2 separate regions of the Sus scrofa genome follow, and region 2 is linked to region 1. A link is a contact called in public HiChIP or PLAC-seq data. All regions are on one chromosome and are shown on one strand. The core of a region is the stretch at or near the end of the contact, and the rest is flanking DNA. Distances in the headings are between cores, read along the strand shown. Region 1 overlaps ITGAD (integrin alpha-D). Region 2 has its middle 3.1 kb from the start of ITGAM.

Region 1 (2,775 bases), core at 151-2,650:
CTGTTTGACTCCTAGTCTGGGAACCTCCATACACTGCACGTTCAGCCCTAAAAAAAAAAAAAAAAAAAATTTCCCATAGAAGAAAGGCCTTCCCTGTGCTTTCTCTAGTAGACCTCCCATCATGCTTGCAGGGGCAGCTGCCAGAGCAGATAAACCTAAGGGCACTTGAAGGAAGCACAGCCTGGAACACTCAGTAAAAGATGGGGTGCAAGCCCTCCCATGATGGGGTAAAGAAAATAGACGTGGCTATCCTGGGGCAGTTAAGTAGATGTGAGGGAAGATGGTGTGTGAACATAAGCCCATGGAGTGGACATAAATGTTCCAGGCTGCAGGTGGCTTCCTGTCCATCCATCCATCCACCCAGGGCCTCCTTCAGTAAACATTTACCATGTCCCAGGCCGTGTGCTTGACCCCACTCTTAACAAGCTATCATCCCTCCCTTCCCAGAGCTTAACACCTAAGGGCTCAGAGAATTCAGGCAAACAGGCAGAGGGACCTGCATGTTTCACCAGTAACCAGCGTCTAGAAGCCAGGCCAGCCCCCAAAGCAGCCCACCCCCTGACTTTTCCCAGGCTTGTGACTATCAGCTTGATGATTGAGTGTGTGGGCTCTGGAGTCAGACCACCTGGGCTCCCACCTCAGGTACGCGAGTAACTTAAGGCACATTCCTTAACCTCCCTGGACCCCAGTAGTTTTTCCCTCTTGAAAATGGAGAAGCTAATAAGAGTGCCTGTAAGAGACTTTTCTTTTCCTTTCTTTTTAAGCTTCATAGGGCCGAACCTGCAACATATGGAAGTTTCCAGGCTAGGGGTCGAATCAGAGCTCACATCAACACCAGATTCGAGCCGCACCTGCAGCCTACACCACACTTTGTGGCAACGTCACCGAGTGAGGCCAGGAATCAAACCTGCATCCTCATGGATACTAGTCGGGTCCTTAACCTGCAGAGCCACAGTGGGAACTCCATGCACTGGACTTGTGATGAGGTTTGTAGCAGTGCCAAGAATGTTAAAATCTATTTTTTCTTAGTGTGCTAGCCTTCCTCTTTGCTCCCTATTCCACCCTTTTCTCTCTCTGCTTCAGTTTTCTCACCTTAACATCTTCCAGTTCTAAACCTCTTTTCAAATTTGAGTAAATCCCTCCGCTTCGCCATTCCTTGGAGAGACATGTCATCTATGGCCATGGGCACAGCTCTGGAGCCGGACCATCTGGGTCTGATTCCTGGTCCTGTCACTTACCAGCTGAATGACAGAGGTTAAGTCATTCAACCTCTGGACTTTCTGTGTTGGCGAAAAGGGCTAGAACAATAACTGTAAGAGCTAACAGGAGGGGTAAATGAATGCAAATACATGTAAAGTACTTAAAATGATGCCTGGCCTATCATAAGTACGTGGAACTGGAAGCTAATGAGTTTCAGTGTTTTCCCATGGACAAAAGGGGAAATTCACATGTGGAGTTTGGAAGGGCAATGACCTGTGACCCCCTTCTCTAGTTCCCTAAAAATTGGCACATCAGCAGCAAACTCTGACCCATGAAAATACATATACATATATATTTGTTTGTTTTTTCAGGACTGCACCCATAGCGTATGGAAGTTCCCACACTAGGGGTCCAATCAGAGCTGTAGATCTGAGCCTTGTCTGTGACCTACACCACAGCTCACAGCAACGCTGGATCCTTAACCCACTGAGCGAGGCCTGGGATTGAACCCACATCCTCATGGATACGGTCGGGTTCACTACCACTGAGCCACGATGGGAACACCCTACGACAATATTTTAAGCTTTCCGATCAACTCTAAAACCTCTGGGAAACAGCCAGGTGGGTGGGGCTTCTTGTGTGTCCCCATCCTGGCCCGCCCCACTCCCTCCCCCACCTCCAGGACCCAGCGCACAGCCCTCCCCTCCCCTTTCCTGTGGCTTGCCTAGGCCTTGCCAGCAGTTTCTCACATTTCTGCTCTCCTCTGAGTTTTGTGAAAACCTGACCTTTTCCCTGCTCTGTGTGGTGACAGACCATATCCTGCTGGGGACAAACTCAACCACTACAAAGTGCTCAGAAAAGCCTCAGTCTTATTAATCTAATAATTTCAATTCAGCACATTCGTGTTTAGCACAAAGGACAGCATTGGCTTCATGTTAAAGGGAGCCTGCATCTTGGAGAGAGAGGAGGGGATGCTGGGTGGTGGCAAGATATATGTGTCCCACTAGCAGGGCGCTTCATCAGAGAAGGACCAGGAGTTATGGGGTATGGTATTATGGCATAAATGTGTGGTTGCTCACAAGAATTCCCATGTGGTTGCAACAGAAGAAAGGCTGGGGGAAAAATGTAATTGTAATGTATACATGTAAGGATAACCTGACCCCCTTGCTGTACAGTGGGGAAAAAAAAAAAAAAAAAAGAATTCCCATGTGAGGGTGGAAATGTAAATTGATACAACCACTATGGAGAACAGTATGGAGGTTCCTCAGAACACTCAATATAGAACTACTGTATGATCAGCATTCCCACTCCTGAGCATGTATCTAGACGAAACTACAATTCAAAAAGATGCATGCACCTGTATGTTCCAAGCAGCACTATTCACAATAGCCAAGACTCAGACTTCCCATGTGGCTCACAACACAACAGCCAAGACATGGAAACAACCAACAGATGAATGGATTAAGAAGATGTGGTCATATAGACAATGAAATACTACTCAGCCATAAAAAAGAATGAAATAATGCCATTTGCAGCCACATGGATATGACCAGAGATTCTCATATTGAGTGAAGT
Region 2 (2,775 bases), core at 129-2,628, 130 kb after region 1:
ACCACTGAGCCACGGCGGGAACTCCTGTTCCAGGCTCTGAACTACACATGTGAACAAGAAAAGAAAAAAATCCCTACCCTCAGAGAGTTTATGTTCTCAGGGAATAATAGATTCTACCTCACTTAAGAGCTGGGATTGTGTCCTCTTCATGGTTCTGTCTCAGAGCCCAATACTGTCTTTAGCTGGAACTCAGTAAATGTTGTTTTGATGAGCCACATCACAATTTTGGTGGAGTTTTTTTGGACATTTGTGGTTGCCTCCTATCATCCAGTTTCCCCCTTTTCAGCAACTTTCAATTCCCATTTGAAAGACTCTGTGGTTTGGGGAAAACTGACTTCACGTCCCAGCTCCAAGGGTGGAGCAGGTGAACTAAACTAAGCCAATTGGTATATTCCATACCCTTGACTTCTGTGATTGGTTTCAGGATGGACATGCGACCTAACCCAGACCAATCAAAGTGGATCTAAGGAAGAAGATGCTTTTGTTCTTCCCAGTGTAACATGGAACTTGCTACCACTGCAGCCATTTCTGCTACTGTGAATAAAATCCACCTGATGATGAGCCAACATATCACAGACACAGGGCCGGATCCCTCTTGAAAATGTGAAGCTCTGATCAAACTACACCTGAAATCCTCTCTACTTGTTGACTTTCCAGTTGCATGAGTCAATGAATTCTTTTCATTGCTTAAGTCATTTTGAGTTGACTTTTCCATTTGCAACCAAAAGTATCCCAACTGATACAGAGATTTTAAGTTTTACACAGTGGAAGACTATCCAAGTGGATATATGACACAGTTTCCAAAAGACAGCCTAACACAAAATCGAAAGATGGAATATGTACAAATCAACATGAAGTAGAGCAAAGAGCCCAAAGAAAAAGGAGAGAATATCAGGGGGCTTATTTAGACACACAGGACAGCTCTTGCTGTCCAATATGAATAGGAAGAGACAGTTCAGGAGTTCTCCTGTGGCACAGTGGGTTAAGGATCCAGTGTTGTCACTGCAGGAGCTTGGGTCACTGCAGTGGCATGGGTTCAGTCCCTGGCACAGGAACTTCCATATGCCACAGGTGCAGCAAAAAAAGAAAAGAAAAGAAAGGAAAAAAAAAAAAAAAGAGTTCCCATTGTGGCTCAGTGGATTAAGAACCCAACTAGTATCCATGAGGCTGTGGCTTCAATCCCTGGCCTCGCTTAGGGGGTTAAGGGGCCATCTTTGCCGCAAGCTGCTGAGTAGATTGCAGATGTGTTTCAGATCCCGAGTTGCTGCTCCAATTTGACCCCTAGCCTGGGAACCTCCATGTGCCAGGGTGCCGTAGGGGCCCTCCCAGAACAAAGGGAAGGCAACGGGCACAATCATCAGCATCTTTGCATGCTTGCGCAACTTTGTGGCACTGTGACATAATCAGTATCCATGTGCAACTTTGTAGCATAGACCATCCAAGTAGAATTTACAGACTGTATGTTACCTTATAAGGAGAACAAAGGGGCCAAAGTGCCAAAGAAAAAATAACGGAGAGTATGTACGACAGCGCCCAGCTGCATTCAGGGCTCAGGCTTTGGATAGGAATCCACTGAGCCAGTGCCGACAAATAAACGCTGCTTCCTGGCAAAAAGGCCTCAGTGTCCTGTCTCCCTGTAGTAAGTCCTGCAACAATGGGTGTGGCCTTAAACAGAAAAAAAAAAAAAAATCTCCCACTAGAAGAAGAGGTAGAAAAAGGAAAGAGTGGTGAGAAGCGCCAAAGATATTACTGCAGGATGAGTCAAGCCCCTAGCTCTTTAGTTCGCATTGAAACCTTCTTTCCCTGGTCATAAATAGGCTAACGAAGCCTAGGTAAGATAGAGCAAGTGGTTCCCCAGTGGTTTTACTCTCAAAATTCTACTCTGCAGATAGACAAGTGCAAGAACCATTGCAACAGAAAACTGGAGCAATCGTGTGGCCAAAAAACTGAGTGTCAGGGCCATGGGTAGGGAAGGGAAGGAGGCTGGATCTTGACAGTGTCTAAAAAAGAGGAACATCTGGTTTTAGACACTTCCTGCTCACTGAGAGCAAGAGGAAGTGTGATTTAAAAGGGGAGGTGGGCAACTAGCAGTGGGAATAGAAAAGCCATGACCGAGGAGTCTACTTCTAGAATCTTTTTCCCCTCTTTGGAAATGCAGAAGTTCTCAGGTCAGAGGTTGATCTCTACCACAGCAGTGACCCAAACCACAGCAGTGACAATACCTGATCCTTAACCCACTGAGCCACCTGGGAACTCCTCCAGAATCTTGATAAGGAAAGTTATTGGGGAAGGGGCAGCAGAGAGTTAGGAAGGCCTCAGAGGTAAAGCGTTGAGTCTAGAAACAAGCTGGTATTTGAGAAAAGGTTGGAATCATGTCCAGTTAGAACAACATAGGTGGATCTTGGAAACAGTCAGAAAGCAGAAATGGGGAACAAATTCAAATTCAGTTCTAGATATGGGATTTTAAGTGATTGATCTGAACAAGACAACTATGGTGGCATTAATAGATATATGTGGAAGATTAACGTTCAGAAATAGGATATACTTTTTTGGGTTTTTTTAATTAAAGCATGGTTGATTTACAGTGTTGTGCCAATTTCTGCTATACAGCAAAGTGACTGAATACATATATATATTGTCTGCCATGGTCTAACCCAAGAGACTAGCTATAGTTCTGTGCTATACAGTAGGACCTCATTGCTTATCCATTCTAAATATACTAGTTTGCATCTACTAACCCCAAACTCCCTGTCCATCCCACTCTCTCCCCCCACC

The links. HiChIP or PLAC-seq counts read pairs in DNA pulled down with a chosen protein or histone mark.
Region 2: a contact with region 1 is called in an H3K27ac HiChIP or PLAC-seq map of alveolar macrophages. The contact joins two enhancer-like sites. A contact is called at or near these places in 2 of 47 Hi-C or Micro-C datasets (epiblast stem cells and psoas muscle) and 2 of 2 datasets of contacts at active chromatin or transcription factors (alveolar macrophages and skeletal muscle).

What each region holds. Positions count from the first base shown.
Region 1 is chr3:17,139,626-17,142,400 of Sscrofa11.1, forward strand. All of the region lies in intron 23 of ITGAD (integrin alpha-D), which reads right to left. Among named protein-coding and RNA genes, the nearest start is that of ITGAD, 29 kb to the right of the region's middle. Within about 2 kb of position 1,401, at least 3 of the 83 cell types and tissues checked have an H3K27ac peak or open chromatin away from gene starts, as enhancers often do. A contact at or near this core is called in alveolar macrophages, where this site is marked.
Region 2 is chr3:17,273,888-17,276,662 of Sscrofa11.1, forward strand. No RefSeq gene overlaps it. Among named protein-coding and RNA genes, the nearest start is that of ITGAM, 3.1 kb to the left of the region's middle. Within about 2 kb of position 1,379, at least 9 of the 83 cell types and tissues checked have an H3K27ac peak or open chromatin away from gene starts, as enhancers often do. A contact at or near this core is called in alveolar macrophages, where this site is marked.